Regions from separate parts of the Mus musculus genome. Here all the other regions are linked to region 1. Evidence: chromatin contacts called from public HiCAR-type, HiChIP or PLAC-seq, capture Hi-C and promoter capture Hi-C data. All regions are on one chromosome and are shown on one strand. Each heading gives the region's core, a stretch centred on a gene start, on an enhancer-like site or on the middle of the called end of the contact. The rest is flanking DNA. Distances are from core to core; before and after follow the strand shown. Region 1 holds the start of Kbtbd11 (kelch repeat and BTB (POZ) domain containing 11). Region 2 holds the start of Coprs (coordinator of PRMT5, differentiation stimulator). Region 3 holds the start of Upf3a (UPF3 regulator of nonsense transcripts homolog A (yeast)). Region 4 holds the start of Gas6 (growth arrest specific 6). Region 5 holds the start of Tdrp (testis development related protein). Region 6 holds the start of Rasa3 (RAS p21 protein activator 3). Region 7 holds the start of Cdc16 (CDC16 cell division cycle 16).

Region 1 (3,802 bases), core at 499-2,998:
ACACCCAGGATCCCCACAGGAGCCAACTAAAGCGCTTAAGAGTAGGAACGAGGTGTGACATGGGTATGACCTACAGGCAGGCAACCTTCCTTTTATACTTCACAAGGCTGCGTGCAGGAAAGATCAACCATAAAGGCACAGACGGAGAGAGCTGAGAGCTCTCAGGGCAATGGTAGAATCGGGGGAACGCCCTCCCTGGAGAAAGATGGCTCCACTACCCACTGCACAGCATACATCCTTCCATCTGACTTGGGTACTGTCAGGGAGACAGGTTGAGCATCTTGTCCCTGTCAGGTTTGAGAGGGATGACTGCATTCAGGGTGTCGTCTGCGTGCTGCTGCTGGCTCTCTCCCAGCCTGTTGCTCTGACCTGGACCTGGTCGGTTTTACCCAGCACTAAGGGTGTGAAAGGCTCAGTCAGTGCCACACCTGTTCACACCTGTCTCTGGGAGATAGCCACGGTGATGCATCTCAAGTCTGCAGTACGGTCCGGTTCTTCCTGAGGCAGGAGGATTCGATGGCACACTCCCTCCGCGATTACAGTCCTGGTCAGTTTCAGGACCTCATGAAGCATGAAGAATTTCCAACTAATTACCACACCTCTGGCAAATTTCAATGACGTCACTGAAATAGAGTCTATAAATGTGTAAGTGGGGAAACACATGGCAGGTAACCCCCAAACACCCCCTCTACGAGACACCAGAAGGTTATTTTTAATTACTTCCTTTACTTTTTTTTTTTCATCCTTTCAGAAAATTTCCATGAACAGCCTACTTAGTGTATAGCTTTGTAAAAATCCCTGTTGGAATGGGGTTGGGGTAGGTCTGTAAATGGTACCCAGCCCAGTGTGGGAGCTGGTCCACCCAGCATCCAGAGCCAGGATGATGGAGGCTGGGCACGTGGAGAAAGCCCTGAGGCCGCATCCTGGTCACCTTTCTGCCTTTTCTCCACCCACGTGTAAATGGAGACACACTAAGAGACCTTGAGAGTTACCTATTTGAGGACAAACTGAAATTAACATAATGAAAATGAAAATGATCTCAGCCTGTTTCTATTGTAACCAACAGGAACGGAAGGAAGGAGTCATTCCAGCAGTTTGCAGCTTTCTGCCCTGGTTGATGCCTGGCTACTGAACAAGAAGCGTTTTTACAGCTTTGGTGTTGAACTCAGAAAGGCTGGTGGTATAAATTGGCCAAGAATATCAAAGCAGAGTAGAGAGCAAATGTTCACATCCTCTGTTCACAGAAATCTGGCCATCGGTAATTTGCATAAAGCTGTTAAAAGAAGCATTTATCCCAGGATCAACCCTGATTTGACACACACTCCTTATGTTACCCGAGGCTGCCCACACAAGAGGAGAAGGCCAGTCTAGACACCAAGAAATGTCCACCAACTGGTTGGTCAGCTTCACTATACAGAACTTTCTTAAGATTCTAGACTCTATCAGGATGTGGGCAACAGATTTTTAATTACTATGTGTGGGATCGCTTCTTACAGATGCTCAGCGGGACCCAGGATGTAATGCTGGAGGTCAAACAGCCAAGAGCGCCCTAGGTAGGGCAAAGCTCGCGGCAGACACCTGTTCCTGGTGCTTTTTGGGGTTGGGAAGGGCTCAACAGGTCATGCCCGCGGGGTGCAGCAGCGGGGTCTCTTTACTGGAGGTGCTCTGTGCGCCACGGTGCTGCTGTCAAGGCTGGAGGCTACCAAGAGCGAGCTCCCAGCTTCTGCTCACTTGGTCTGGAATGGGTTAAGTGCGGAGGCGCAGGAGCTGTTGCGGGCAGGCGCCGGGCACCGCGCACACTAGATCCACGGAGGGCTAGCTCAGCTGCAGCCTCTGCCGGAAGACCCCCAAGCCGTAGGTGGCAGGCGGGGACAGCGAGGTGCACGCGCGCCCCGGCCGTGGGCGGCCTCCCAGCTCGCGCTCCCTCCAAGTGCAGGGCATACTCAGTCGCTGCCAACCCGGAGGTTGGCACGCGTGCGGAGGAGCCCGGCGCGTTCCCGGCATCGGGAAAGCGCACAGAATCGCAGCGCTCGCACAGGTGCGTGGAAGGTTCGCTCGCCCCGGGGGCGCTCACACAGGTGCGCGTGAATGGTCGCGTGCGCATGCGCGTCACACACCCCACGCCCCCCGGCCAGGCTGCGCGTCCTGGGCTCGGGTGGGTTTGCAGGGGTGGAGGGAGAGCGGCGAGCTGCGAGCGGTGAGGTAGGGGCCCGGGCGCGGCCTGCGGGACTCCTGGAGGATGGAGGGCCTTGTGGGTGGTAGGCAGGGACGCTGCTCTTGGAGGGAAGTGGGGACTGGGGGTTCGGAGGACCGGATTGATCCAAGAAAAAAAGCACCGGGCGTGGCGTGGGAGGACGACAGGCGACAGTGAGTCGCCTGCACGGGCCCCTCCCTGGCATGGGTCTGGCCGCTCCCCTCCTGCTGCCTGTGACACTGGGTTCTTTATGGGGGGGGGGGTGCAGCTCAGGGACTGGGCGCTAGCTAGCTCGGAAAGTGGACATGATTTGGCGGACCCGGACGGGGACCCCCTAGGCAGACTCTTGACGCCACGGGTAGTCTGCGGGACGCGTGGGCCACGCACAGCTACAGTATTCGTTCGGGGAGCCTCGGCTCGTAGAGCCAGACAGTGGGTCAGGGATGCCTGGTGGCCTGCGCGGGTACGTGCCTGACAGCACGGTGGGGAGGGGATGGAAGGAGGAAAGCGCGCTGCATTTAAATTAGGATTGAGTGCGCGGTTCGCCTTCATCCTGGGAAGAGGCTGGGAGTGGAGCCCAAGCCTTCCTGGAACCTTGCCAGCCCCGCTGTGCGGCTGGGACAACCCCTTCCAGGGCAGCCAACCCCCTCCAGGGCGGTGGGGGCAGGTCCTGCCGAGTTCCTCTCGGTTGGCCCTCTGCACCTGTAGCATTAGACCGGAGAGTTTTCACTCCAACATTATTTAGCTTTCCTAAAGAAGCACTTCTTTCCCCAGCCTGCTACAGTCTAGTCCAGGGATAGAAAGAATGAGCTCTTTTCCCTCCTCTAGCTCCACTCGGGAGCTTATCTTGAAGTTCCCAGCATCTTTCAACACCGAGTGACTAGTCCTTGGTTCCCCGTGGGTTCCCAGCACCCTACTCCTAACCACTGAATTACTCAGTCTCTAATTAGTAACCCTCACCGCTGTCAATGGCGCCCTTAAGCCTTTCATCCTAAGGGTTCCTATTATTAGACCCCCACCCCCACCCCAAGCCCTGCCAGGCAGAAAGGAGCTTTCCTGGGTACCGGGTACCCGGAGTTGCTGGGAAAAAACCGCGTCCCCACACTGACTGACTAGGCGCTCCAACGCTCCCTTCCGGTGTAACTCGGCTAAGGTCCTGATGAGATAAAAAGAATTCAGAGCTTTTCATATCAACTACTAGAAATGGCTCATCATATCATTAGAAAAATACAGAGGAAAGATACTTAAAATGTTTTGTTTACCGTCTGTAAGGTCGTCTCTGGTTTACGAGTTGGGAGAGAGCATTAAATGTGCTTTTCTGTACGAGCCCTTCCCAGCTACACCAGTTTGGGGGCCATTACGCCCTATGTCTAGATCGGTGGGTCACAGGCTGGGTCACATCATCACTTTGTTCTCCCGCGCGGGTGGTGGTCTCTAGTGGGGTATGTTCAGTACAGTCCCAGCATGAACAAAGACTGTCTCTCTCCTTGCAATGCCTTTTGCCAGCACTCCATCTAGGCTCATATTTCAGATGTTTCCTAAACACCATGGCATAGATTACTGTGTAATAACAGCTCGGTGCAAATCTGGATCCACTTAGGCAGTTGC
Region 2 (4,059 bases), core at 1,518-4,017, 1.1 Mb before region 1:
TGAAACTGAAACAGTCTTCCTAGCTACACACACTAGATGCTTTTCCTCCCAGTGAAATGGGGTGGTTTGGGTCCACGGTCATCCAGTACCTCCTCGAAGCTTCTAAACCAAGAGTCCCGCTGAGACAGTGGGCAAAGAAGGTAACTCAGTGGCTAAGTGGGTCAGCTAGCAAGAGAAGATAGACAAGACAGCGGGACTGTGCTGTCTCCATCTCTTCCAATGGCCACCCCAGCCCCAGTCTCTGCCGTCTACTTGCCTAGTCGATCCACGGCCAGCTCAGTCTCCGTCTCCCGACCAGAGAGGTCAGCTGTGGCAAAGCCAGCCTGTGGAAGAAGAAATAATTACCAGGAACTTGGGTAGTAGGACATGTCACTGCTTTGAAGCTCCAAACCCGCCCACCCATAATGCCCTGCACGATGTAGAGTTTGCACACCCTTCTGAGGACCTGGCAAGGCCTCAGAACAGGGCCTGTAGGCTACAGGCATCACCCAGGAACACTTCTCCGTTCTGACCGCTGGGAGTGCCCTTTTGCGGTGCCCAATGGACAGCTGTCACAGCTGTCAGTTTTGCTCTCAGCCCCAGGCCCTCTTCAGAAGTCTGGGCAGCAGGACTTCTCCAAGCTCAGAGACCCTAGAGCCAGATGGGACAGCTCCCTGGTCTCGGCTTGTAACCTCAAGTCTGTGTGTAAACTCTTTCCTCTAAGTCCAAAAACACTTTAACTGCTCTAACTTCTCTTTTTTCCTGGCCAGGATTGATAGTTGTCTCCTGAACCTGCAACTTCTCTGCACACCTTTGCCCTTCTCAGGTCTTTATGTCTAACAACTCCTTCCAACACAGCCATTCCACAGCGGTCCACGGGAGAAGCAGCCTGAGTTCTACACACTGGAAAGAATACCTAACCCCGCCCCCCCCCCAATGCCAACCAGGTAATTTTGCGGCCTGTTGCCTCAAAGTTCCCCAAACTTTACTCCCCCCAAGGTCTCTCTGCAGTGGAAACAGTAATGTCCAGGGCTTGGATGATCAGGCTGATGTCAGTTGTTGCCCCACCATGCACGTAGGCTGTGACCTTTAGATACTGGAATGGCTGTTCTGATCTGGCAGGGGTCGTATGATGGAGGATATTTATAAAACATCTAACATATGTTGGAGACGTAGCTCAGTTGGTCAAGTGTCTGCCTAGTGTACACAAAGCTACACACTGATTTTTCCAACACTACATAAAACCAGGCATGGTGGGCCACTCTGTAATCTGAGCATTTAGGAGATAGGTGCAGGAGGATCAGAAGTCCTGGCCACAGAGTGAGCCCAGCTCCTGGGCTACATGAGACCCTGTCTCAAAAATATTACAATAAAGCCAACAATAATAACAAAACCACCTGTTAGACTGCAAGAAGTAACACTTCTTTGACTTAAATTGCAATATTTATTTTATTTGTGTATATTTGTGTGTGTGTGAATATACCAGGAGGATCCCCTGGAGAGGGAGTTGCAGAGGGCTGAGACATCTGTTGTGGGTGCTAAGAGCCAAGCCAAACTCTGTAAGACCACCATGGCTGTCTTTCCAGCCTTCATCCTGCATGTAAATAAACTGTACTTAGCACTCACCCTAATTACCGTTCATTATCTAGTCACCCCTGAGCTTTAATGACTCTATCTCCTGTAGTCCGTGATAACCACAGACCACTGCTGCCCCCTATGGTGCTGGACCTCTTACTTGAACCTCACGCCTATCTCCCTACTCCTGCTCACCCTTCCACTTAAAAGCTTCGCGAGCCCTCCACTGCCATCACAGACCAGCAATGCCATTCATATTGACTCTCACGTTCCTTTCTGTAAGAAGCCTGCTCTCCGACCCAAGCTCCAAGGCCATTTGCCTTGCCCTTTCTCATATCCAGACCTTTGCTGGGCCTACCCTCTCACCCAAGAACATCCTTTCCAGATCCGCCCTAACAACATCACTCTCCTATTTTGCAAAAGTGATTTTCTTTGCAAATCTATTGGTACTTGAATAGCAGCTTCAAGTACCATCACTGAGGCTCTGGTAAGCGTTCTATTCATTCATCCAATTAGGATACACCAGGCATAGGTGCGGCTTCTGGGAAACAGGATGTCTACAGTCAAGAAGCTCGCAGTAGGTGGATGCAATACGGGCAGGTCATGGGGAAAGGCTGTATGGCGCGCACTTAAAAACAAGTTTCTGAAAACCCGTGTCACAAGGGGACCATTCGTTTCATCAAATGGGAAAAAGCACGGGTGACATCTGGCGTCCAAGGTCAGCTACACATCCCCACCAATGGCCAGAGGTCCTCAAGGTGAGAAAAAAAAAATCCGTTTCCTCGCAGCTCCCACCTGACCCAGCCCCCTGCGGCTGGAGCGGGCTCAGGGCAGCCGGCTCCGGGAAGCCAGCTCCGCGTTCCCTGCATTCACTCCCGCAGATGCTCCCCAGCAGCCCCAGTGTCCCTCTCCCTTCAGCGCCAGCCACAGCCTAGGGCTCGGGTCCGCGCGCGTTCCCGCGCCCACTGCCGTTACCGGCCAGGCTCTCTGCGTGCACTCGCGCGGCCCCGGCGTTTCCCGGGTGAGCGGCCTCCCGGCAGCGCGTGAACCCCGCGGTTTCCCGCCTGGGTGGTCGCGGATGCCCGCGTCCCCCACCCCGTCGCGCTCACCTCCGCGCTGGGGGCCTCCTGCGAACTCCGCTCGCCCGGGCCCCGACCGGTGGCTGCCTGAGGGTCCATGCCCGGCCGCCCACAGCCAGGCGCCTGGGACGCTCCGGCACGTGACGGCCGACGGGCTGCGGACAAGCCAATCGGCGTGGGGCGGCGCGGCGACCGAGGGGGCGGGGCGGCGCAGGGGCAGCGCCGGACGGCACGCCCACCTGCGTTGTTGTGCGGGACCGCAGGCTCTACAGCTCTTTCTGACCTCTAGTGCTGGTTTCGAGCCTTAGGCCTGATTGGGCACTGAGCCATCCCAGCCACACGGGGCTTTCCTACTGCATTGTGAAATGACACATAGAGCCCACCCGGGTGTCACACAGTCACAGCCGATGGGCTCCATCACTTTTCTCTCTACCCAATCACAGGGTTTTCCAGATTGCAGGCTGCACCCGCACTACAGCATCCCTTAATGAGGGACTTCAGCAACCTGAAATGATCTGAAATGATAACCCAGCAGCCTGGAGACATGCTGCTTTGATTTAATGATCGTCTTTAAAGTCAATCTGCAAGGAACCAGGATAAAGGAGCAAAACAACGTGCCACCACAAAAACAAGGTGGTGTTAGGAACTTAGAGTCAAAAGCCAGTGCTCCAAGTCAGTAATGTGACTTTGTTGAATAATTCTCCGTTTTCCGTTTCTCTTAGGAGTGTCAGAGGCTACAGCTAAAAAGTTTTGCCCACATGACTACTGGAACAGGAGCTGGACAAAGATGATACCAGTAGACATGCTAATTGGCTCACAAAGCCTCAACCCTACACACAGAACTATAGGCAACTAAGGATTGCTGAGAGTGGGAGAGATAGCCTTCCCCAAGGAAGAGTACCGTTGGTTATCCAGTACCCAGTGGTTGGTTATCCAGTATTCAGTGGTTGGTTATTCAGTACCCAATGGTCTGCCCTGGAAGCCCTACACATGCAAGTAACATTGTATAGACTGAGCAGATTGTATTTAGGTACATTCACATACACACACACACACACACACACACACACACACACACACATGCACACATACACATTCACACATTCACACATACACATTCACAGATACACACATTTGTCACACATATACACATACAAATGAGCGTTCACACACAACACATTCGCGCGCGCACATTCACACACGTTCACACATATATTTCTCACACACACATTCACACATACATTTCTCACACATATACACACACATTCACCCATACACATTCACACACGTTCACACACACACACACAAATAGATTTCACACACGCACACACACAAGCGCGCGTTTGACTAACCTGTTCTCAGGAGATACTTGCTTCCCACTGCATGATTGCTATTCCCACAGCAGCTTGGGGAAAGGAATCAGAAA
Region 3 (4,116 bases), core at 1,257-3,756, 1.2 Mb before region 1:
CCCTGCTATGTTAGCCATATTTTTCCAGCTTTCTTTCTATCCTTGTAATATTATGTTGAGAAATGCATACCTTGACTACCTATTTATTTTAATAAATTTAATTTTCATTGAAAATATTTTTTTTATATATTTTGAACATAGTTTCCCTAAAGCATTCTCAGCTTGCTTGTTTATACAACCCAGGACCACCTGCCCAGGGATGGCACTGCCCACAGATGGTTGAACCCTTCCACATCAGTCATTAATCAGAAACCTGCCCTGTGGGTCAGTCTGATGGAAACTAGTCCAGGTGACTAGTTTGTTTCAAGTTCACAAAAACTAACCAACTGGGGTGACCTCTTAACTTGACACATACATCACCATTAAACAGTAACCTTTCCTTGTTTATCATCAAGATGTTAATACAACAATATAAAGTATAACCTTCAAAGTTTCCATCTTTAAAAACTTGTTAAAGTTCAGTGACACTAACAATATCCAGTCTTGTAACTATAGTCTCAGAATCAAGTAGTTATTCCAAGAGGGAAGAAAGAACCAAAGCACAGTTAAAAGTGGATCAAAACAAAAGCAAAATCCAGTAATGTAAATAATTTATAATCTAATGTCTGGGACTTACTCATGATCTTCCGGGCTCCAGGGGACTTGGGCAGCTCCATGTCTCAGGCTGGCTCTGCCATCCACAACTCACAGCTTGTCTGGTAGGCTTAAGTAGGCTCCACTCCTCACCTGACATGGTCCTGCAGTCCTAGCATCTCCAGCATGCTGGAGTTTCTACTGCCTCTCCTGGCTCTTTCCAGTTTCAATCTCAGCTCATTTCTGTGACCTCTTAAATCTTGCAGCGTTCATGCCTACACAATCAGTTCCACTATGTGGGGTACACATTACCAAGTCAGGTTTCCTGCTTGAGATAGCCTTGACTGCATCTGGACTGCAGTGTCTGTGTGCTGACCTTTAGGAAGTATATCCAGAAAATTGCACTTTGATGATGCTGGTCTTATTAATCACAACTGATTCTTCATCCCCAGCTAACCATCATTATTTGTCCCAATAAAGGTAGATTCTTAATCCAAATATCACAAGAACATCCCTGGTATCCCTCTGATACTTCATAATGTCTCTCTTCTTTCAATGGTATCTTTCATGTTTCCACAACTCATTACACTCTGAACACTGACCAAAAGCAACTTGTGGGAGGAAGAGATTTAGTTCCTCTTCTAGCTCTCTGGTCACATCCCTCAGTGAGGGAAATCAGAGAAGAAATTCAAGTAGGAGTTTGGAGGCAAGAACTAGCAGGGCCACAGAGAATGCTTATTGGCTTTATTACAAGCAAGGTCCAACTGCTGTGGGACCCTTTCACGTCCATTAGTCAAGAAACTGTTCCACAGGCCAATCTGATGAAAATAATGCCTCAACTCTTTCCTCTTCACAACCAAGTGACTATTTTGAGTCAAGCTGACATAAACTAACCAGCAGTTTGCCAGACAGGTGAAAGGGTGTTGGGTCAGGCACACAGGAGGACAGTCAATGGCTTTATCTTTAAGGGGGCAAAAGCCAGCCCGAGATAATTTTGGCTCCAAGCTTGTAATGTTCCAACTTTCTTCCATTGTGAAGTTACTATCCATCGACCTTGTACTATCTTAACAACTGGGTATGGGTTGGTTTTTCCTGACAACTCGTCGTCCACATTTTTATCAGCCTCTCACACGTGTGTTTTCTTCCTAATAAAGGTTAAGAGGCTATCAGAACTTCTGGTCAGTGTAACTGGTTATTCCAAACTGAGCTGGTTCAAGTGATGGGCTCAGTCCTAGCTTTCTTTGCAACACGAAATACTGGAAAACCGCTCTTGCCCAGGCTTTTATAGAACTCTCGATGTTTGAGGCCTGTTTGACGCAGACCTAAACGGTTTTGAGTCTTTGGCTTATTTAAAACGTCACATTTCAGGAGTGCCACGATCGATTTCTGAAAATCTCTCATTCTCCTTTACCATTAACGTAGGGAGAATGGTGCTATACATCATTGAGCACATGGGAAAACTGTATTGTTCGTATATCTGCTACAAATAAAATAAAAATAAAAAGCCAGACGCCTTTAATCCCAGGAGGCAGAGGATCTCTGAGCTCCAGGAGAGCCAGGTCTACAGAGTGAGTTCCAGGACAATCAAGGCTACACAAAGCCCTGTCTCAACAGAGAAAACGTGTAGGAGGGAGGCGGAGGGCAGAGTGGGGCGAGGAGAGCGACGGGTTTACTTTCGGTACTGTCCCAGTGACTCCGGGTGGACCGGGGGCTCCCAGTCCCCACCGCAGGTCAGCAGCGCACGGGACGTCCGGAGTGAGCATCTGCTCTCCGCGTGGCTGGCAGCACCGATCTCCTTCACCGTCGCCGCCGTTCTAGGACGTCCGCTGTCTTTTAAAAACTGCCGCGCTGCCCCCTACAGGCGCGGGCCAGCATTGGCACCGCCCCTTCCCTGTCAGGGCCGGGGAGGGGACACTGAACACCGAATTCCAAGGGAGGGGCTGCCTAGTCCTCGCGAGGCTTCGTTCTCGCGGAGGTGGCGGCGGCCGGCCGGCCGGTGGGGATGCGCTCGGAAGAGGGGGCCGGAGGCTTAGGCGCAGCCCTGGCTGCGCGGGGCCCGAGCTGGAGGGAGAAACTATCGAGCTCAGAGACCCACTGCCGCCGCGAGTCACCGCGGAAGGAGTCGGCGGCGCCTCCGGCCCCGACCCTAAGTGAGAGCGGGGCCGGCAAGCCTCGCGAGGAGAAGAGGACAGCCCTGAGCAAGGTGGGGGCGGGGCCCGCAAGTCTCGCGAGAGGACGGCTTCTAAGCCCCCCGGTGGGCGGGGCTTGGGGAGGGCGGGGCGGGTTGTTCATCTCAGGGGCGGAGCCTAGTCTCCGAAGTGATGCGGGCTGTTGCGAGCAGTCTGGACTAGGATTAGCGAGTCGGGGTGGAGCTGGGGAGCCGCGGTCCCCCGAGCTCCGGGGAACCTCAGGCTGAGTGGGCGTGGCGGGCGGCAGCACCTGAGTGAACGCAATGGTCATCCCAGGTGGTCCTCCGGCGTCTGCCCCCGGGCCTCACCAAAGAGCAGCTGGAAGAGCAACTGCGCCCCCTGCCGGCGCACGATTACTTCGAGGTGGTGGCTGCGGACCTCAGGTGAGGGCTGCTGCGGGACACCCACTGGTGAAGGATGGAGGACCCCGCGGGCGCTCGCAGTTGCAGTCCCCTCCCAGCTGTCAGTGCACGCCCACGTTAGGAGCGGGCAAGTCACCTCGTCAGCCCGTTACCATGCCTTCCTCGGCGTAGCTTTTAATAAACTGTATGATGAGCAAAACCGGACTGCATCCCTTACACACGTTGAGTCTGGAGTGTTTTCCCTAGTGAGGGACCAGTAACTGAGCCCTGAGAAGTGGAATCTCTCATTGCTTGCACCACCACCCAGCCAGAAGGTTCCCTGCCTGTGGGGATGCGAGCAACGCAGGGCTGACCTAAGCAGCAGATGTCAGTGCCACAGGAATTCGTGGGTTTTCCACGATACTTATTTTTATATCCTTTTATGGTATTCTTTCTCATTTGTGTCATATACGCTTTCCTTTGGGATACCAATTTTGTTTTGTTATTTTTTTTAAAGTCTATTCTAATAAAAATATGAATAATTAAATGGGTATCCTTTGAAAAACCACAGGTGGTTTTCAGGTGGCTGAAGTTTAGAAAAATGGCTAAAAGAACAGTGTGCAATTACTCGGTGTGCAATTCCGGTCCCAGCTTGTAACTTGCACCCTCTGTACGAACAACAGATTTCTCTAAACTTCTGTATTCTTTGTGAAATGGAATGGAATCGTTCCTACCTGTGAAAAGAGTTGTGTGTGAGACGGGGAGAATGATTTAGTTTTTCCTTGGTACGTGGTCTGACACCCATTCAAAATACAGCATGTCATCCATGAAGGAGCCTAGACAAGTCTCGTTCTTGTTCAGATGTACCAGAAATGGCTCTAAAAGTACCCATGGCATGGTGACTTCTGGAGTCTAGTATTTTACCCTTGGCTCTGTACAGAAGAGGCGGTCCTGGATAATTAAGGCTTCAGTTAATGGTTGCTTTATCTTCGGGGTGTTTTGTTTTGTTTTGT
Region 4 (3,737 bases), core at 1,062-3,561, 1.5 Mb before region 1:
ATTAAAACATACAAGCAATTAAAACCAGAGGGACTTGACTCTAACTAAGAAAAGCAGTTCCCTGTCCAGGCAGTCAGGAGGGCCAGCTTGGGCCTGTCTGCCCTGGCAGGCAGGCTGCAGAGGGGCGGGACTCCACCGCTGGGTGGTGGCCTTGCTGCTCTCTCTCAACTCTTGTCACCACAAGCCCTGTCCACACTGAATGGCAGGAAGCTTCATGGGAGGGTGGAGTTGTAACACACAGAACCAGTCACCTAAGCCCACAGCCCAGGTGACCAAGGACTGGGACTTACCCTAGAATGCCGATGGCAGAACTCATTGGGTCGAGAGCAATCATCAAAACAGAGAAGCAGCAGCAAGGGTAGAAAAAGATCAGCCATCTGCCCCATCCTGCTGTAGATGCCTGGGGCAGCACCATGGTGAGGGGAGGGTGGGAGGTGGGGTGGGGGAGGGGGGAGCAGGGGTGGGGCACAGCTTGTCACCTGATCTTGGCTTCCACACTGGGTAACAGTGCCAAAGCAGCTATGGTGACACTCAACAGCTGTAGCACCGCTATCAGGAAAGCAGCTTTGACAGGGATTGTCCAGTCAGCCGATTAGACACAAGTCAAAGCAAAGGCCCCAATGGCTCACACAGCGCCATCCTAACATCATGTGATCCTTACTTCACCCCAGAAGAATTCTTTGAAGGGAAAATGCCAGCGGAACCCAACATTGTGAAACCATACCGATTTGGCAGGTGTTGGGGGGGGGAGTGGGGGGGGGGCTCTGCATCACTACGGAGACCCGTGGGCCAGTCCAGATCTCAATCAACCTCACGCATGCCCTACGCTGGGGTGTGTTCCCCTCATGAATCCACTCAGCCCCCACGCGCACCTTCTGGGGAGAGTCCTGTGCATACATAGGCTGCTGGCTGCAGTTGGCTGTACGCCTGCTCCATTCCCCAAGGACATTATTAATAGAAGTTTGTCCTGGGCCAGCACAGCCCTTGCAGAGGCAGGTGCCGGCCCTCTTCCTCACGTTGCTCCCCACCCGCCCGTATGCATGTTCTTAGCACAATTCCAGCCATCGTATTTTTGGACCTGCTGCAGCAAGCAATTCCAGCTTTGAGATCTTTCAATTCCTCTTTCAGGAAAACCCTGGGTCCCTCCGGAGGAAGACCAAAGAGGAGCCCCACCCCTCACCTCCAATCCAATAAAGGGACTGGCAGTCTTAGGAAGCCTTTGAGTTTCAAATCACTGCGGATTTTTCCCACGGGTACTTTCTTTTCGAGGGTAGGGGAAGATTTAGTTTCAGAGTCTACTGAAGGGATCTCAGTGGAGCCCACTCAAGGATACGCTTTCTACTCCTGAAGAGGAGAGGACTTGTGGGTCAACTGAGAAACTTGGGCTCAAGAATGGAGAAGTGCAAGGGGGTGCGAAGAAGGCTCAGTGTCTAAGAGTTCTGGGGTGCACGTGGTGGTGCGGTCCACACAAGGATCCTTACATCTCCAGAAAGGATGTTTGGGATTCGACAGTCCCCGGGTCTCCTGGACCCTCACAGGGTGGGAGTCGGAACTTGCGGCCCCCAAAAGTATGGGTTCTGGGACGCCCAGGACCCACCCCGCGACCCCTGGCGCACGCTCACCGTCTCGGGGTCGTTCTCGAACACCTCTCTGGCCTCCTCTTTGCTGCACACCTCCTCCACGCACTCCCGTTCCAGGTGGCCCTGCTTGGCCTCCTCGAAGACTTGGTAGGCGCGGCGCTGCCTGGGCCGCAGAAACTGCGCCGCCTCACGCGCCCGCAACAGCACAGCTGCAGAAAGAAGGGTGTACGGTCAACCTACACCCACTCGGGGCTGGAATGTAGGGGGTCTGGGATGCTGGGGATCGTAATGCCTGTGTGTCTGGGATGCTCCGGGTCCGTGATGCCTAGAGCTCAGAGGTCCGGGGACAGGATGCCAGGGTGTCTGGGGTACCCGGCACCAGGATGCTGCGCCGGGGTACAGGCCTGGAGCCCCACACCACGGGGTAGTGGGTTTGGGGGACCCCTGCGGTACTCACTGTGAGAAGACTCGGAAGCCAGCAGGAGCAGCAGAAGCGCAGTGCCCAGGGCGGCGGCGGGCCCGGGCGGTGGCGGCATGGCGAGGCCGGTGCCGGGGAGCCTAGCAGCCGGGAGCGTGCGGTCAGAGCACCCGGGAGGCTGAAGCGAGGCGCGGACGCCGCGAGACACGGGCTCCGGTCATCCTGGCTAAGCGACGGTGAAGGTCACATCCCTGCGGCGGCAGCGCCGCACCCGGCGCTCGCTGCGGTTCTGGGCCGTGAAGGAGGCAGCGGGTGAGGGCGGGGCTTAGGGCGGGTGGGGGTGGGGCCTAGTGTGAGTAGGGCGGGGCCTTTGGGGGCGGGGCCGAGCTGGGTGAGGCAAGGCAGGCTGACTGGTTCGACTCCAGTATCCTCAAAATTTCACTGCTAGAATGCGGTAAAATGAAAGGAGAATTGTATCTGGGCATCTGCCCAGGTACAATTTGACCGTTTTCTATCCTCCTCTGCAGACATCGTTTTCGGAATCTTCATTCTTGGGCACATTTTCTAAAGAGATGCAACATCCACTAAGGAAACAATAACTGTGGCCACACCCAGTGGCGTGGAGGTCCACGGTGCAAGATGTTATTCCCTCTGAAATCTGATTTCCACACCACAGGCTGAAAGCAGCATTGTGTATTTTCCAGTACCAAAGCTTTCTGGCTCTTGTCTCAGGGCACTTTGCAAGGTCATAGATGCACACACACACACACACACACACACACACACACACACCTTGCAGACCAATCACAGAATGCAGATATGCAGCAGCCTGCCAAAACCCAATAGGGTAGATGTTCCTGAGACATCCTTACCTCAGCATTTTGATAGAAAAGGATAAGGAGTCACCCTCCCCCTCTTTTCTGGGTGAATGCAACCCAGATTCTTGGGAGCACACAAGGTCAATACTGGTGGAATTCTTCTTTAAGGTCATCCGTTTGAAGGTGGGGCTAACAAATATCTTAATTTCAGAGAAATGACTGCCATGGGAATCATCTTGAAAGGGAATTAAAAATTGGATAAGCTGTGCCTGCTTCCAGACCAGAATCACGGCACTCCCAGGAAACCAAGCCAAGAACTTCAGAAGCCAGAGAGCACCCCGAATTTCCTAAGGCTGCCCCAGGCCTACAGACACCATGTGCTTGGAATGAATATTTGCCGTATTAATTTTCTGCTCTTTCTTAAGAAGGAACACTGTTTTCAAAAGTGGTGTTGGTTATTCACGAACACTCATTCCAAGCCAAGTAGAGGTCCGCCATTTCTGAAGGTTCTGAGGAACGGGCATGGGTGGAGGTCAGGTGGTTTGCATGTCTGCAGTTGCTGCTGCCTGTACACCTGTGGAAGGTTGGAGGAAAGATGATTTGATTTTTCTAGTTACTTGAATCCCTTCCTCCCCCCTCCCCCCATGAGAGACAGCTTCTCTGGCTTCTATGGTGTGGTCGTGACTCAGACAACCAGGACCCAGCACCACCTCAGCTCGATGGAGTTATCCAGATCTTTTGGCTTCCTTTAGCCTTGACCTCAGTCTCCCCTACATTCCCAGTGCATTCTTTCTGCTGGGCATCCCAGTAAAGATGCCTCACATTATACAGACCGTTGGTTTAATGAAGAGAGAGCATCCTCCTGGATTTGGCTTAGAAAACAGAGCAAAGAGGAAGCAAATGTGGAGGGAAGTGGAAGGC
Region 5 (4,193 bases), core at 780-3,279, 1.0 Mb before region 1:
TCCCAACTTTATGTTCATATTTTTATTAACTCACTAAAGTCCAATTAGTGCTACCCTCAAGACATTTATTCTCAACAACAAAAACAAAAACAAAAGCCAATACTCTAAAGCAATGCAGAGAAATTTGTTCTCCTGAAGGCAGTGGTGGAAAGAGGATCTCAGTGGGAATGGTGGGAACCTGGGGGGGTGGGCGGGAGGCGGCTGTGCACGGACAGGTGCTTGTTCTGCAAACCTGACAACCGGATCTTGATTTCAGACGCAGGGCAGTGGGTCTGTACTCCCAGAACTCCACTGGGACCGGAGCTGGGGGTGGGAACCGGTAAAAACAAGGAGACCCTGCTCACCGACGTGGAAACAAACACTTGCCTGCACTCACCGGTCATACACACATGTACGTACACACATGCACATGCACACACACACACACACACACACACAAATGCACTCCATGACAGCCCAGCAGTCACATTGTCTTACTTAAATGATCTGAAATTCTACAGAAGGCCCACCCTGCCTATTTACAGGAACTTCAGCATCAGCTATCCAAGCTTGGAAGGAGGTGACATGATATTCTGAAGGTAATCAGTGCCAAAAAGAAACTTACTATCGAACCATGAAAAGACAGGTGAAGCAAACTTAAACACATATTGCTGGCTAGAAGATGATTTAAAAAATATCTAGAGACCACAGACAAATGCTCATTACTGCCTTCTAAGAGTTGCCGTCTAGCTACAAAACCTTGAAGGCTGGAAAAATGAAAGCTAGGTAAGTTCTAGGGACACAAAAAGGTGACTTCTCAAATGTAAATTCAGATACAAACCATACCTAAAAGCTTACACTCATCAGCTGGAATGTCTGCGTGCTGGCAGCGAGCTTTATCAAATTCCCGAGAAATGTCTTACAATGAAACTTCATTCCTAACAGACGTTCTTTTGCTCCAACTAGGGAAGAAGCAATCTCGGGACTACTTCCAAGTTTCAAAAGAAAGATTTGCAACAGCCACAGTTTTCACACTATGCTTAAAAAAATAAATAAATAACTTTATGCTTAAAAATTGGCGTACTTTGTGACCTAAATTTCCTAGCACATGAAAGGGAATGAAAAGTGTCCCGAGAAGGTGGGTGGGGAAGCCTCACACAGATCCACCTGGGATCCTGTTAATTAAAAAATTCTACACATTCCAAGCGTATCTCTATACTTGTCGGGCCAAAGCTTTTTCTGTATAAAGGTCTCTGATCTCTTCTTCCGGGAGAGGGGGCGAGACGGGATCAAAGGCTTAAAAAAAGGAAATACGTGTTGTGCAAATAAATATCCAGCACACTTTATATTCGCTATAGTCACCAAAAGAAAAGGGAAAGGAAAAAACAAAAACAAAAACACCAAGCTTTTAAGTCTGAGCGAACCGCCGTCCCCGGCACCATGATTCAGGACTTCTCTGTTTCTCCAACTCCGGAATAGAAATACCTGGCCTGGAAGCGGTCACCCCGCGTCCCCGGTGTCTCAAGCCGAACCCCAAAGCCCTTGTGGCAGCAGAGCGAAGGGCAGCGCCGCCGGCCAGTGCGGAAAGTGCCCGGGGTACGCGTCCCCGCGGTACCCCACACATGCTGGCTCTGGGGCCCACGACCTGTAGGACCCGGCCACTCATCAGAGGGGTCCTCCGGGGCAGTCACCTCGCAGCCCCGAGAAGCGTCGGGTCCCTGCCAAGTCCGCACCCGGCACGCGACCCCATGCACCTGCGCTCGGCCTCCAGAGCACCCCGCGGCCCGCACCTGCGCCCCTACGCGTGCCCTCACCGACGCCGGGGCGGCTGCTGATGCTGGCGGTGCCCCTCGCAGCACATCCTCTTCCTCGGGGGGCTCGTCCAGAAGCACTCGACTTCGGCTCAGCTTCCACATCTCCGGTGCTCGACCGCTCCGCGCAGCTTGGCTCCGGGACTGAAGGAGGACACCCGGCCCGCCGCGGCGCTGGGACAGTGCGGAGGACTGGGCGGGGAGGGGCGGTCAGCTGCGGGCGGCCGTCCCCGGCCCGCCCCCAGGCCCGCCCCCAGACCCTCCTCCAGCCTTCAGGTTCCTCAGGTCCCCTGCCTCCCTGGTCCTCCCCCACCCTGACACTCAGCCCGCGGGTCCCCTACTTCTCCAGGACCGCTCCAACCTCCCTAAGTAGGCCCCCCAGGGAATCAGCGGGCCGAGTGCTTTACCAAGGGGCCAAGAACACTGACGCACCAAAACCACGTGACATTTCACACCGGCCGCCCCTCAACTCCCGGCCCTTCACTCACCCAGCCCGATGGGCGTGGTCCATCCTGGATCACCAAGGCAACGCCGAGGTGGGGCCGCGCTTTACGCATGCTCGCCCAGTTGGTGCTACGGGGGCCGAGGGCGGGGCTTCGGTGACCGCAGGCTGAGGGTTAGTGGTCTATGCTGATCCTAAAAGGTCCATTAGTGGATATGGACCACCGGAGAGGGGGGCACCTGCAAGGGAGGAGGGTGTTAGGGAAAGAGAAGGGTTCCTGCATAGACTACGGTCACTTTGCGCTGCTGTGAGGCCTGCATCGATAGAGTGATGGACACAGAATCAACCAGAGTCCAGGGAAGGTTCCCAGGGCCCAGAAGAGACTAGGTAGGTGGGTTGGCAGTGCCAGTTGGACCTGGGGCCTCGACTTCCCTTTGTAGTCTCAGGGTGACACTCAGACTAATGCAGCCTGAGTTCAGATCTCCAGCCACCAAAAAAAAAAAAAAAAAAATCTGGGCATGTGGGCATGGTGACATAAGGGGGTGGGCAGAAGACAGTGTGCACTCAGTGTGGCCAATCAGTGAGCTCTGGCCTAAGACGTCTTATCTTTGAAAATAAAGTGGAAAGTGGTAAAGACAGCAACTTGACTTCTGGCCTTCCCAAATACTCACTCTGTCCAACACTGTACACACATAACAGGTAAATAAAACTGTCCACAATTGTATGCTTTTGTGAGAAGTGCTGTAGGTAAACTCCGAAATGCCTTGTTCATGTTCTTCAAGTGCATAAGAACGTTTAAGGATGTAAACACAGTGAGAACCTTCTCCAGCCAGCTCAGACCCGCCTGGCCTGTCTGGGAGTTATGAACAGGTAGCCGCAGGGTACTTGCGAATACAGCAAGCAAAGGCTTCACAACACCGTGGTTTACAGGTGCAGCACAGGCCTCCTCTAAGGCTGCATCCTGCCAGGATCGGATGCTCATAGTAAGTTAAACTAAACTGAAATTCCCAGATGACTCAGAAGGCCAGGCCTGTTACCCCACATGCTAAATTCTAGACCGCTTTGAAATGGCACTAAAGACTTTGTGTGGAAGACCTCAGTTGTTAGGAAGGGAGACGGGTAAGTAGAGATGGTGGCTCTGTAAAGGACATCTCTCAGGTCCCGGGGACGCGATGCGGGTCACTGATTCCATCATCTCTGAGGCATGATATTGTCAGAGTTTGTAAGAGAATTATACAGTCTGGCTTCATTAAAAAAAAGAAAACAAAACAGTCTTTACACATGCAAATTCATTTGGGGATCCAGAAAGATCTTGCCTAACCATCCTTTCCTGAACAGCCACTTGGAGGAAGCTGTAGATTTTAAGCTAATTTGGCCTTTATTGAATAAAATAGAATTTATTGATGTAGAAATTCTTTGTTTGTTTGTTTTGTGAGACAGGGTTTCTCTGTGTAGCCCTGGCTGTCCTGGAACTCACTTTGTAGACCAGGCTGGCCTCGAACTCAGAAATCCACCTGCCTCTGCCTCCCAAGTGCTGGGATTAAAGGCATTCACCACCACCACCTGGCTAGAAATTCTTTTTTTGCATGTCAACTGTGTCACCTCACTCTGAGTTCAAAATGCTCAAGGCCCAACTTACTGAGATATTAGTGGATTGATACAACACAGTTCTTGTCGAAGGAGAGGAAAGATTTCCTCTGAGGTGTGGCTCAGGACAGATTCAGGTTGGCTTGACAGACAAGTCTCACCATAGAAGAAGAGAAGAAGTGTCATGAAGTGTTTGGTTTCAGTTTTGTTTTAGTTTGTTTTGTTTTGTTTGAGGCAGGGTTTCTGTGTAGTCCTGGCTGTCCTGGAAATCACTCTGTAGACCATGCTGGCCTTGAACTCAGAGATCTGCCTACCTCTGCCTCCCAAGTGCTGGGGTCAAAGGCATGCGCCACCACTGCCTGGCTACAAAGTGT
Region 6 (3,874 bases), core at 967-3,466, 1.3 Mb before region 1:
AGGCTTTTTATAAAGCACACCGGAAGCCCAGCTACCTAACCCACCTGGCTAGGAGTCCTGTTCTTCTGATAAGATTTCCCTGGGGACCCCAGTGATATCAAACAAGCAGGGCAGCCAAGAAACATCAAACCCAATCCAGTTGCTACCGATGTTTTCTGCATTCCAAAAGGCGAACCCAACACACATCTGTGCTCAGACACAGAAGGCAGGATCTATCTGCAGAGCTATGTTCCCTGCATACTCCATCCAGAGAGGGCAGGATCTATCTGCAGAGCTACTATGTTCCCTGCATACGCCATCCGGAGAGCACAGGGCCACCCCTCTTGAGCAGCCCTGCAGGTAAATACTCTTGAGAAAAAAAATGATGAGGAAAGATAAGGCAGAGACGCCTCTACCCAACCTCACTCACTGCCACCATCCCCCTATGCAGTCAGAGGCAATGAAGGCTCCAATCATACCCTTATTCAACGTCTAGCAACGGAGGAGGGACCTTCTGACTTGTCCCCTCTGCTGCTCCCCTAGTGAAGACCCGATTCCGGCAGACAGACTGAAGTCTTTCCTTCCCTCCTGTCTTATTTACTATGTCATTCTGGAAAAGAAATCCTCTTTGTTTGAATGGAACTAAAACCTTTCCCTGTGTGCACAGTAGCCGATGCTAGGATTGAAGCAAGCACACTGTACTGAAAGGGAAAGAAAGTCTTGGACCCTTCTCACCAACTGACCTGATTCTGCCCCAGCAGTATTCCACAGCAACCTCCCCAGATCCTTGAGCAAAAGGGCACAGCACCCCTGGAGCCTGGTGGACTCACTTGGTCAGAGGATCTGGCTGAAGGAAACTGAAGCTGGCCACCCTCACACAAGTAGTCTTTGCCCACAGAGGACAGAAAGCAGCCCCTTTCCTCAGATGGAAACTGACAGCAATTCCAGGCATAAGAGCAAGAGAAATCCCTCCCGTGCCCTCTGCTCCAGCCCAAACACCACATGCTCTCCGCAGCGCTTCTGAACCAAAGATCAAACTGTCTCGGGCGATGATTCAAAAGCAAAATAAAGCGGACAGGAAGCAACACGCTGATTGCGAGTAGCTGGCATTCTTCAGACAGCATCGAATGTCATCAACAACTGACACCAGGCTGTGACTGTTGCCACCCACTAGGGGCCTTTTCACATGGGAACAGGCCAGTAATGTGGGGCGCAGTTCAGAGGGAAAAGACTACAGGGACGGTGCACTAGGACCCAGAATTCCTTCCAAGAAAATTGGCCCCTGCCCAGTGTGTTAATGACTTGATGTGTAACGGTCACTTCAGAAAACCACTGTAAGGAAGTAGACTCACACGTCACTCACAAGATAAAAAACAACTGGGAAAAACGAAATCTCCAGGTTAAAAAAAAAAAAATCAGGAAGTCCTCTCCAGGTCTCTCCAGTTCCACTTCACTCCCCGTTCCTAGCGTTGCTGCCGAAGTCCCGACCAGCCCAGAGCAGCCTGAATGCCAGGCCTGCCGGCCACAGCTCCCACGGCCAGTTCTCAATGAAAGGAGGGGGAGGTGCTGGTGGCTCCATCACCAGGCCTGCAGCGCGCAGACACCACACACACACACACACACACACACACACACACACGGTCGCGCGCGTGCACGGCCTCGAAGCCTGCAGCAGCCGAAAAGGTGAAGGGGCGCCCCCTCCTTGGGAAATAAGTTCCTGCGCACAACTGTGGAGAGGACACCAGGAGACTGACATCAGTAGACCCGATCCCTGAAGTGGGAGCACCCAGACGGATCCGCGCGTGCTCGTGCATGTAAAGTCAGGCGCCTGGGATCTGGAGCGGTGCTGCGCACACGGACACACGCAGGCAACCACGCGCGCTCACTCCCACAAACAGACGCCCCCTGATACAGGTCCCTCCTCCCCCGCAATGCCACGGAGAACCGGGCAGTCTAGGCGGAGAAACACGAGGAGCCGGTCCAGCCCGGCCGGATACCAAGAACAGGGGTCTGGGGAGTTGCCCACGCCACCGCGGTCCTCACCAATCTTGATCCTCACGCTCTGGAAGACCCGCAGTCCCTCTTCCTCCACCGCCATGCTGCTTGTCGACCTCGCCAACGCGCGAGGGCCCGGCAGCGCGGCCGCAGAAGGGGGACAAGACAGGGGAAGAAGCCGGCAGACGGAGCCGAGCTGCGGATGCCCCCAGAGCCCCGCGCGCTGCGGTCCGCGCTCTGACCGGGTGCACCGCCTCGCGCCCTTCCATTGGCAGAGCTCGGGGGCGGGGCTGCGGGCGCCTTCCTTCGCCAGAGCCCCGATCTTCATTGGCTAAGGCTCTGCATGGGGTGGGGTAGTACGACTCCGCCTACTGTCAAACACTGCATTCCATTGGTCGGGTCTGTAAGGAGGCGGAGGCGGACTCTAAGGCGGGATCGGAAGGGACTTGCCTTGGAGTGCCCCTGAAGCGGTCCCTCTTCACAGCCCTCGCTGGTCCGGTCTCTCTGGACCTGGGACAAAGAGAGATCGTGAGTATTGATCTGTGTTTTGACCGCCAGGTCCCGTAAGACCGACTCGCACTTAAAATCTAAAAAGCTATATTCAAACAAAAGGTATGAAAGGAAAAGATTTCCTCTAGCCCCAGCTTCAGCGACTGAGAAAAGTGACACCTGCCGATCGCTCTGGAGAAATCAGAAGGTGATATGCTGTCAAAGTGAGGGCAAGTGGACCCTGTGCCCAGCAAGCAGTCCCTGCTTACCCTGTGGTGTGCTTGGGCAGCCTCAACGCGGCCCTTGAATTTAGCATTCCAGAACCTTCAAACCTGGTGCTTACTGGCAATTTGATTGGTATGCAACTTTAGAATTGTTGTATCTCTACAACGATACTGTGAGGTCCTATCCCCGATCCCTCCACTAAGTTTTTCCTGCAGCTGGCATAACTCCCAGCTTTCCTAGAGGGCCAAGAGCTCTAGTCCCTCGTTCCTTATAGTAGTCACAGAAGTGTCTCCCAGAGGCCCTGGTGGGTGGGGAGTGGCGGTAGAGATAGCCTCTGCAGTGGGTTTGAAGGAGGCCTGCCTTTCGGTAGGACTGAAAACGGAAGTGGCATCGCTTGAGGAGTCAGGAGGCTAGGTCATTGATACACCAACTGAAAGGTGTGACACAAAAATCCCTTGGTGCTATACGGTAGCTCTCTCACCAGCAGCCAAAGAGCAGAAATACAGTGTATAGGCAGGACACCCAGGAAGGTGCTGGAACTCCAGAGAAGCTGATTTGGAACCCTCCAGAAGCTGCTGTGCCATAGACAGGCTCTGACTGGGAAGAGAGGGAGCCGCTCTGGGTTAACACATCTAAAACCCTGAATCTCCGGCTCAGGAACTCAGCTTAGTGGTAGAGAACTTGGGTAGGAGGCACATGACTGGACAGGGATGGGGGTGGTGGTGGGGAAGGACACAAAATCACCAAAAGACTGCTTTAGCTGGGCTGCTGTACTGTGATAAAGCACCATGACCAAAAACAACTTGGAAACCATAAATAAATAAATAAATAAATAAATAAATAAGATGGGGAGGGGAGAGGTGGTGATCTCAGTGCAGGAGACAGAGACTGGCAGATCTCTGGATTCAAGACCAGCCAGATCTGCAGAGTAAGTTTGAAGACAGCCAGAAGTACACAGAGAAACCCTGTAGTAGACCCTTCTCCAACAAAAGGACTTGGGGAGGAATTGGTTTATTTTCCTCAGAGTTCATCATCAAGTCAAGGCAGGAACCTGGATGCAAGGACTGACAGAAGCAGAAGCCACTGGAGAGCGCTACTTATTGCCTTGTCTGTTGGCTTGTGCAGCCTTCTTTCTTACCCACTCCAGACCACCTGACCAAGACTGGCACTTCCCACAGGGACAGAT
Region 7 (3,788 bases), core at 965-3,464, 1.3 Mb before region 1:
CTGGAGTCTCAGACTGAATCAACAAGGAAAGTACTAGAACTGAGCACTGGCAGTCATTTATCCCTCTGCTTCCTGGCTGCAGACATAAAGTGACAGGCTCCCTCACACCCTAGCCACCATGCCTTCCCTGCCATGACAATGTCCTATCAAAGTGTAAGCTAAAGTATACCATTTCCCCCTTACATTGCTTCTTATCAGGTGATAAAGTGATTAGTGCAAAAGCTAGCGATAATAAGTTCCAGCCAGAGCACAGGCTAGAGCCACAGCAAGGAGACACTGACATCCCGTGCCCAATGGCCAGGTAGAGACTGAGGTTTATCCCAGTTAGTCTTTAACAGGTTGGATGTAGAGGCACATCCATACTGGGAAGGGCCTCTGCTTTACTCTGCTGGTTCAAAATCAATCACATCCAGATACTCCTTCCCAAATAAACTTAAGAGTATTGCTGTGCCAGAGCAATTAAGAGCACGCAGTGGTCCAGTCCTTGAGTATCACAGCCCCTCAGGCAAGAGATAAAGGGATTGCATCATAGCTCAACCTACTCTGATGGATACAACAAGAAACATTCAGGTGTTGTTGACACTGGGCCACAAAGTTTATCCTAGAGAACTGCACAGTTGAGTTACACACAAAACAAACCACATACGAACCTCATAGTGTTTTAAGGAAGTTTATACTATTCCCTTGGGCCACATTTATAGCTCTCCTCTGTCACATGGGACCTACCGCCACAGACTGGAGAACTCTATAAAACATCGCAAAGAACAAGGTGGCTTCCGATGAAGAAAAGCATTTAAAGTATCCTCGTGAGCCAAGCACGTCTCAGAATGAAATATTGTACCTCTCAGCTTGCTTGTAGAAGAGGAGATATATTTGTAATTACACACACAGACAAAGTACAGAAAGGATGCAGAGGAGGATATGCTAGGTAGGATATGTTAGGTAGGATATGCTAGGTAGGATATGTTGTAGTCGCTACATCTGGGAAGACAAAGGAAAAGAGGAACTCCATAGTGTTGTTGTAGGCTTTACAGAGAGATCATGGGAAACTCAAGACAATTCAGGAAAATTCACTGCAGACAGGAGAGGCAGATGGGGCTCCTTAATATTCTGCAAGCATACACTTGTGCTTCGTACTGTCGTAAAGAAACCTGCAATGCATTCTGCAAATAGCTCAACACATACACACTGCTAATCGTTTGTTTGTCCCAAGTGTCTCTCCAGGAACAATGAAGGTCTCGGCAGCCTGGGACGGTGCAAACCCAGCTGCACAGAGCAATAACAGGAAGAAGTGCAGGAGACATACGGAGACACAAACCAGTATAATCTCAGGAGTAAGGCTGACCCTTGACCAGAGGCAGTATTAAACTTTGGAATAATTGCCTTTGTTTGCTCTTTATAAGGTTTTCTTGGCTGGAGATGAGATAAAAAGACGGGGTGTTAGAATGTTAATCCGCTTCTTTCTCAGATAACTAGCTCTCTGAATAACATCTGACTTAAAGATTAAATTCCTGTCTTTGATGTTTACCATCTGTGGTGACAGCACAAATTTCCTTTATAAAACAATTCTATTCGTAAAATGAATGAAAACAGCCGTAAATATGGTCAACTATGCCTTACCACACACCCGCTTCAAGTCAATAAGTACGGTTGGATCACTACCTACAAATGGAGAAGACAGGAAAAGTGTGTGTGTCCTTAAAATATTACCCTGTCATACATATGTGTCATTCACAGAAAAGGATGCAGCCAACTGCTCACAGGGGTGAGAGCAGAACATTTGAGTGGTACCAGTCTCTATACTTTCAAAAGGCTGCACAGTGCACAGAATGGAATTTTAAGAACACAAAATACCCTGTGTGGTGATGGACCTCTTTATTTCCAGCACCCAAGGAGGTGTGTTTGTGTGTGTGTGTGTGTGTGTGTGTGTGTGTGTGTGTGTAGGAGTCTGAAAGTAAGAGGCCAGTCTGGTACCCAGGGACAGCTCTGGACCACCCAGGACTGTAGAGAGAAAAATTCGATCTTAAAAATATCCGGTAGGGAGAAGGGTAGCTATAGAAGCGTCTCTTCCACTCCCGGAAGGCACGGAGTCCCGCTAGATCCCTTTTCCCTCCCGGACAAAGGCGAACAGGTTAGGACTAGGAGCTGGCGCCCAAGATCGCCACGGAACCATTAGAGTGGGCACACACCCGACGGGGGGAACGCTTTTGCACGGGACTTCCGGGGTAGGGCCTGTCGGAGCGGAAGTGCCGTGTGGCGCGCGGGGTCTGGTCCGGGCGGTGGTCGGCGGGCTTGGGTCCCTCGACACCCCGGGGGCGCGCGGAGGCTCGAGAGGGCGTCGGGTGCCTGCCCTGGCCTCGCGGCCATGAACCTGGAGCCGCTGCGCAAACGCGTCCGGCAGTACCTGGACCAGGTGCGCGGCGGGGGGCCGGACGCTGGGCTTCGGGGCGGTGGGGCCCGGCGGGGAGCGCGGCCCCGATGGCTCCGATCCTGCGTGGACTGCGGGAGCAGGGCTGGGCTGGGCTGGGACGGCTGCACTGGGACCTTGGAATCTGGCCGGACCGTAGGACATTTGGGAGGATTTAGTTGTGTTTCTTATTGGACAGAATACTTGGGAAGACAAGCTAGCTGTCTCCAGTTAGGACTGGAAACAATACCCCGTGCTGGATCTTCAGCCTCCGCGCTGCTCTCGAGTGGACAAGCCGGGACTATTCGAGGGAAGGGGTGTCTCTGGGGTCCACGTCATTGTCATGTCATTTGGTTTTTTGCTAAAATGCTTGCTCTCCCGATAAATGGGAAACGGAAGAGATGCTAAGTGAATGAGCCAGAGGTTTGCACTTCGCTGGAAGGCTGCGTGCTAAGGGGCAGTCGGTTTGTGATTATTTTCTTTGGCACTGAGATGTAGAGAGGACAATGTGGGCCTCTTTTTTCACTCTGGGGGCATCTGTTCAGAGCAGATTCTCGGGTCCATAAGACTTTCTCCTGGCTACTCATTGGGCTACCCTGTTCTGACTATATCCTGAGGAACTGAGGCAGAGGCAGTAAGAGCTAGGGATCAGCACTAACCAGGACAGATTCCTGAGTGTCTTTCCGCTGTCAGATTAAGTGTTGTTAGAGTTGACTACAGGGGGCGACATTGCCCATGACCAGTGACTGTTAAGGGTTATGGGTTTAATTGTGAAATATTTGAATCTAGTGCTCTGCTAGATGCTACTTTAGGATTCATTTGAGCTTGTGGGAAGTGTTATTACATAAATGTCAGTATCAGAAGTTCTAGATGACTGCATTTCAATCGCTTATGCACTGTTTTAGATACTAGCTGATACATTTTTGGTAGTGTATGAGTTAAACTGCTATCTTGAATTGTATATATGAAGTTCTTACGGTAATGACGACCTAAAACTCACACTAGCTGAGCTGTAAAATACAGGTGATTGGTGGGCCCCGTGCTACATCTAAGAACGTGTTGTAGTGAGTGGTGGATTTGGTGTGTGGATTTATATTAGTCGACTGTGGGGGCAACAGCAGTCACCCTGTGTTTGCTTTTTGTATGCAGCAACAGTATCAAAGTGCTCTGTTTTGGGCAGACAAGGTAGCTTCACTCTCTCATGGTGAGTGACATGCAATTTATTTCCCCTAATTAATCTCTAGAAAGCTCCCCATGAGCCTCTGACCACTTGTGTAATTTTGCCCCTCAGAGGAGCCCCAGGATGTTTATTGGTTGGCTCAGTGCCTTTACCTCACAGCGCAGTACCACCGAGCAGCCCATGCGCTCCGGTCACGCAAGC

What was found. Promoter capture Hi-C pulls out the DNA fragments that hold promoters and counts their contacts. HiCAR-type assays count read pairs that join an accessible place to other places. HiChIP or PLAC-seq counts read pairs in DNA pulled down with a chosen protein or histone mark. Capture Hi-C pulls out chosen DNA fragments and counts their contacts.
Region 2: a HiCAR-type map of astrocytes shows a contact between it and region 1, with 4 times the contacts expected there. The contact joins the promoter of Coprs here to the promoter of Kbtbd11 in region 1. A contact is called at or near these places in 6 of 39 promoter capture datasets (the 3T3-L1 cell line, cranial neural crest, embryonic stem cells and 3 more), 3 of 115 datasets of contacts at active chromatin or transcription factors (astrocytes, embryonic hindbrain and pancreatic cancer cells) and 1 of 9 other capture datasets (macrophages).
Region 3: a contact with region 1 is called in a promoter capture Hi-C map of 3T3-L1-derived adipocytes, with 4 times the contacts expected there. The contact joins the promoter of Upf3a here to the promoter of Kbtbd11 in region 1. A contact is called at or near these places in 4 of 39 promoter capture datasets (the 3T3-L1 cell line, 3T3-L1-derived adipocytes, pre-B cells and 1 more), 2 of 115 datasets of contacts at active chromatin or transcription factors (double positive thymocytes and large pre-B cells) and 1 of 9 other capture datasets (embryonic stem cells).
Region 4: a promoter capture Hi-C map of stem cell-derived epiblast-like cells shows a contact between it and region 1, with 2.4 times the contacts expected there. The contact joins the promoter of Gas6 here to the promoter of Kbtbd11 in region 1. A contact is called at or near these places in 1 of 39 promoter capture datasets (stem cell-derived epiblast-like cells) and 1 of 115 datasets of contacts at active chromatin or transcription factors (embryonic stem cells).
Region 5: a contact with region 1 is called in a capture Hi-C map of embryonic stem cells, with 5 times the contacts expected there. The contact joins the promoter of Tdrp here to the promoter of Kbtbd11 in region 1. A contact is called at or near these places in 1 of 39 promoter capture datasets (embryonic stem cells), 1 of 15 datasets of contacts at CTCF or cohesin (the NIH/3T3 cell line), 1 of 484 Hi-C or Micro-C datasets (CD8 T cells), 2 of 115 datasets of contacts at active chromatin or transcription factors (astrocytes and embryonic forebrain) and 1 of 9 other capture datasets (embryonic stem cells).
Region 6: a contact with region 1 is called in a capture Hi-C map of embryonic stem cells, with 3 times the contacts expected there. The contact joins the promoter of Rasa3 here to the promoter of Kbtbd11 in region 1. A contact is called at or near these places in 1 of 39 promoter capture datasets (pre-B cells), 3 of 484 Hi-C or Micro-C datasets (B cells, CD4 T cells and cerebellum), 4 of 115 datasets of contacts at active chromatin or transcription factors (double positive thymocytes, large pre-B cells, pro-B cells and 1 more) and 2 of 9 other capture datasets (embryonic stem cells and liver).
Region 7: a contact with region 1 is called in an H3K4me3 HiChIP or PLAC-seq map of pro-B cells, with 7 times the contacts expected there. The contact joins the promoter of Cdc16 here to the promoter of Kbtbd11 in region 1. A contact is called at or near these places in 2 of 39 promoter capture datasets (hippocampal neurons and liver) and 4 of 115 datasets of contacts at active chromatin or transcription factors (T-cell acute lymphoblastic leukemia, embryonic forebrain, pancreatic cancer cells and 1 more).

What each region holds. Positions count from the first base shown.
Region 1 is chr8:15,009,277-15,013,078 of GRCm38.p6, forward strand. Kbtbd11 (kelch repeat and BTB (POZ) domain containing 11) reads left to right here and starts at 1,749. Exons shown (of 2, transcript NM_029116.2): 1 at 1,749-2,038. 5830468F06Rik (a long non-coding RNA gene) reads right to left here. Exons shown (of 2, transcript XR_003947516.1): 2 at 1,455-3,802.
Region 2 is chr8:13,887,504-13,891,562 of GRCm38.p6, forward strand. Coprs (coordinator of PRMT5, differentiation stimulator) reads right to left here and starts at 2,768. Exons shown (of 4, transcript NM_025556.3): 1 at 2,664-2,768; 2 at 257-323. The coding sequence starts at 2,732.
Region 3 is chr8:13,783,109-13,787,224 of GRCm38.p6, forward strand. Upf3a (UPF3 regulator of nonsense transcripts homolog A (yeast)) reads left to right here and starts at 2,507. Exons shown (of 9, transcript NM_025924.2): 1 at 2,507-2,776; 2 at 3,039-3,145. The coding sequence starts at 2,576. It overlaps Gm46032 (a long non-coding RNA gene), which reads right to left and starts at 1,948. Exons shown (of 2, transcript XR_001778519.2): 1 at 617-1,948.
Region 4 is chr8:13,492,224-13,495,960 of GRCm38.p6, forward strand. It overlaps Gas6 (growth arrest specific 6), which reads right to left and starts at 2,312. Exons shown (of 15, transcript NM_019521.2): 1 at 2,038-2,312; 2 at 1,623-1,789. The coding sequence starts at 2,116. It also overlaps a transcript of Tmem255b not described here.
Region 5 is chr8:13,972,748-13,976,940 of GRCm38.p6, forward strand. It overlaps Tdrp (testis development related protein), which reads right to left and starts at 2,030. Exons shown (of 3, transcript NM_173744.4): 1 at 1,794-2,030. The coding sequence starts at 1,895.
Region 6 is chr8:13,675,371-13,679,244 of GRCm38.p6, forward strand. It overlaps Rasa3 (RAS p21 protein activator 3), which reads right to left and starts at 2,217. Exons shown (of 24, transcript NM_009025.2): 1 at 2,023-2,217. The coding sequence starts at 2,077.
Region 7 is chr8:13,755,442-13,759,229 of GRCm38.p6, forward strand. Cdc16 (CDC16 cell division cycle 16) reads left to right here and starts at 2,215. Exons shown (of 18, transcript NM_027276.3): 1 at 2,215-2,413; 2 at 3,557-3,611; 3 at 3,699-3,788. The coding sequence starts at 2,366. The region is part of intron 1 of Gm46032 (a long non-coding RNA gene); the gene reads right to left.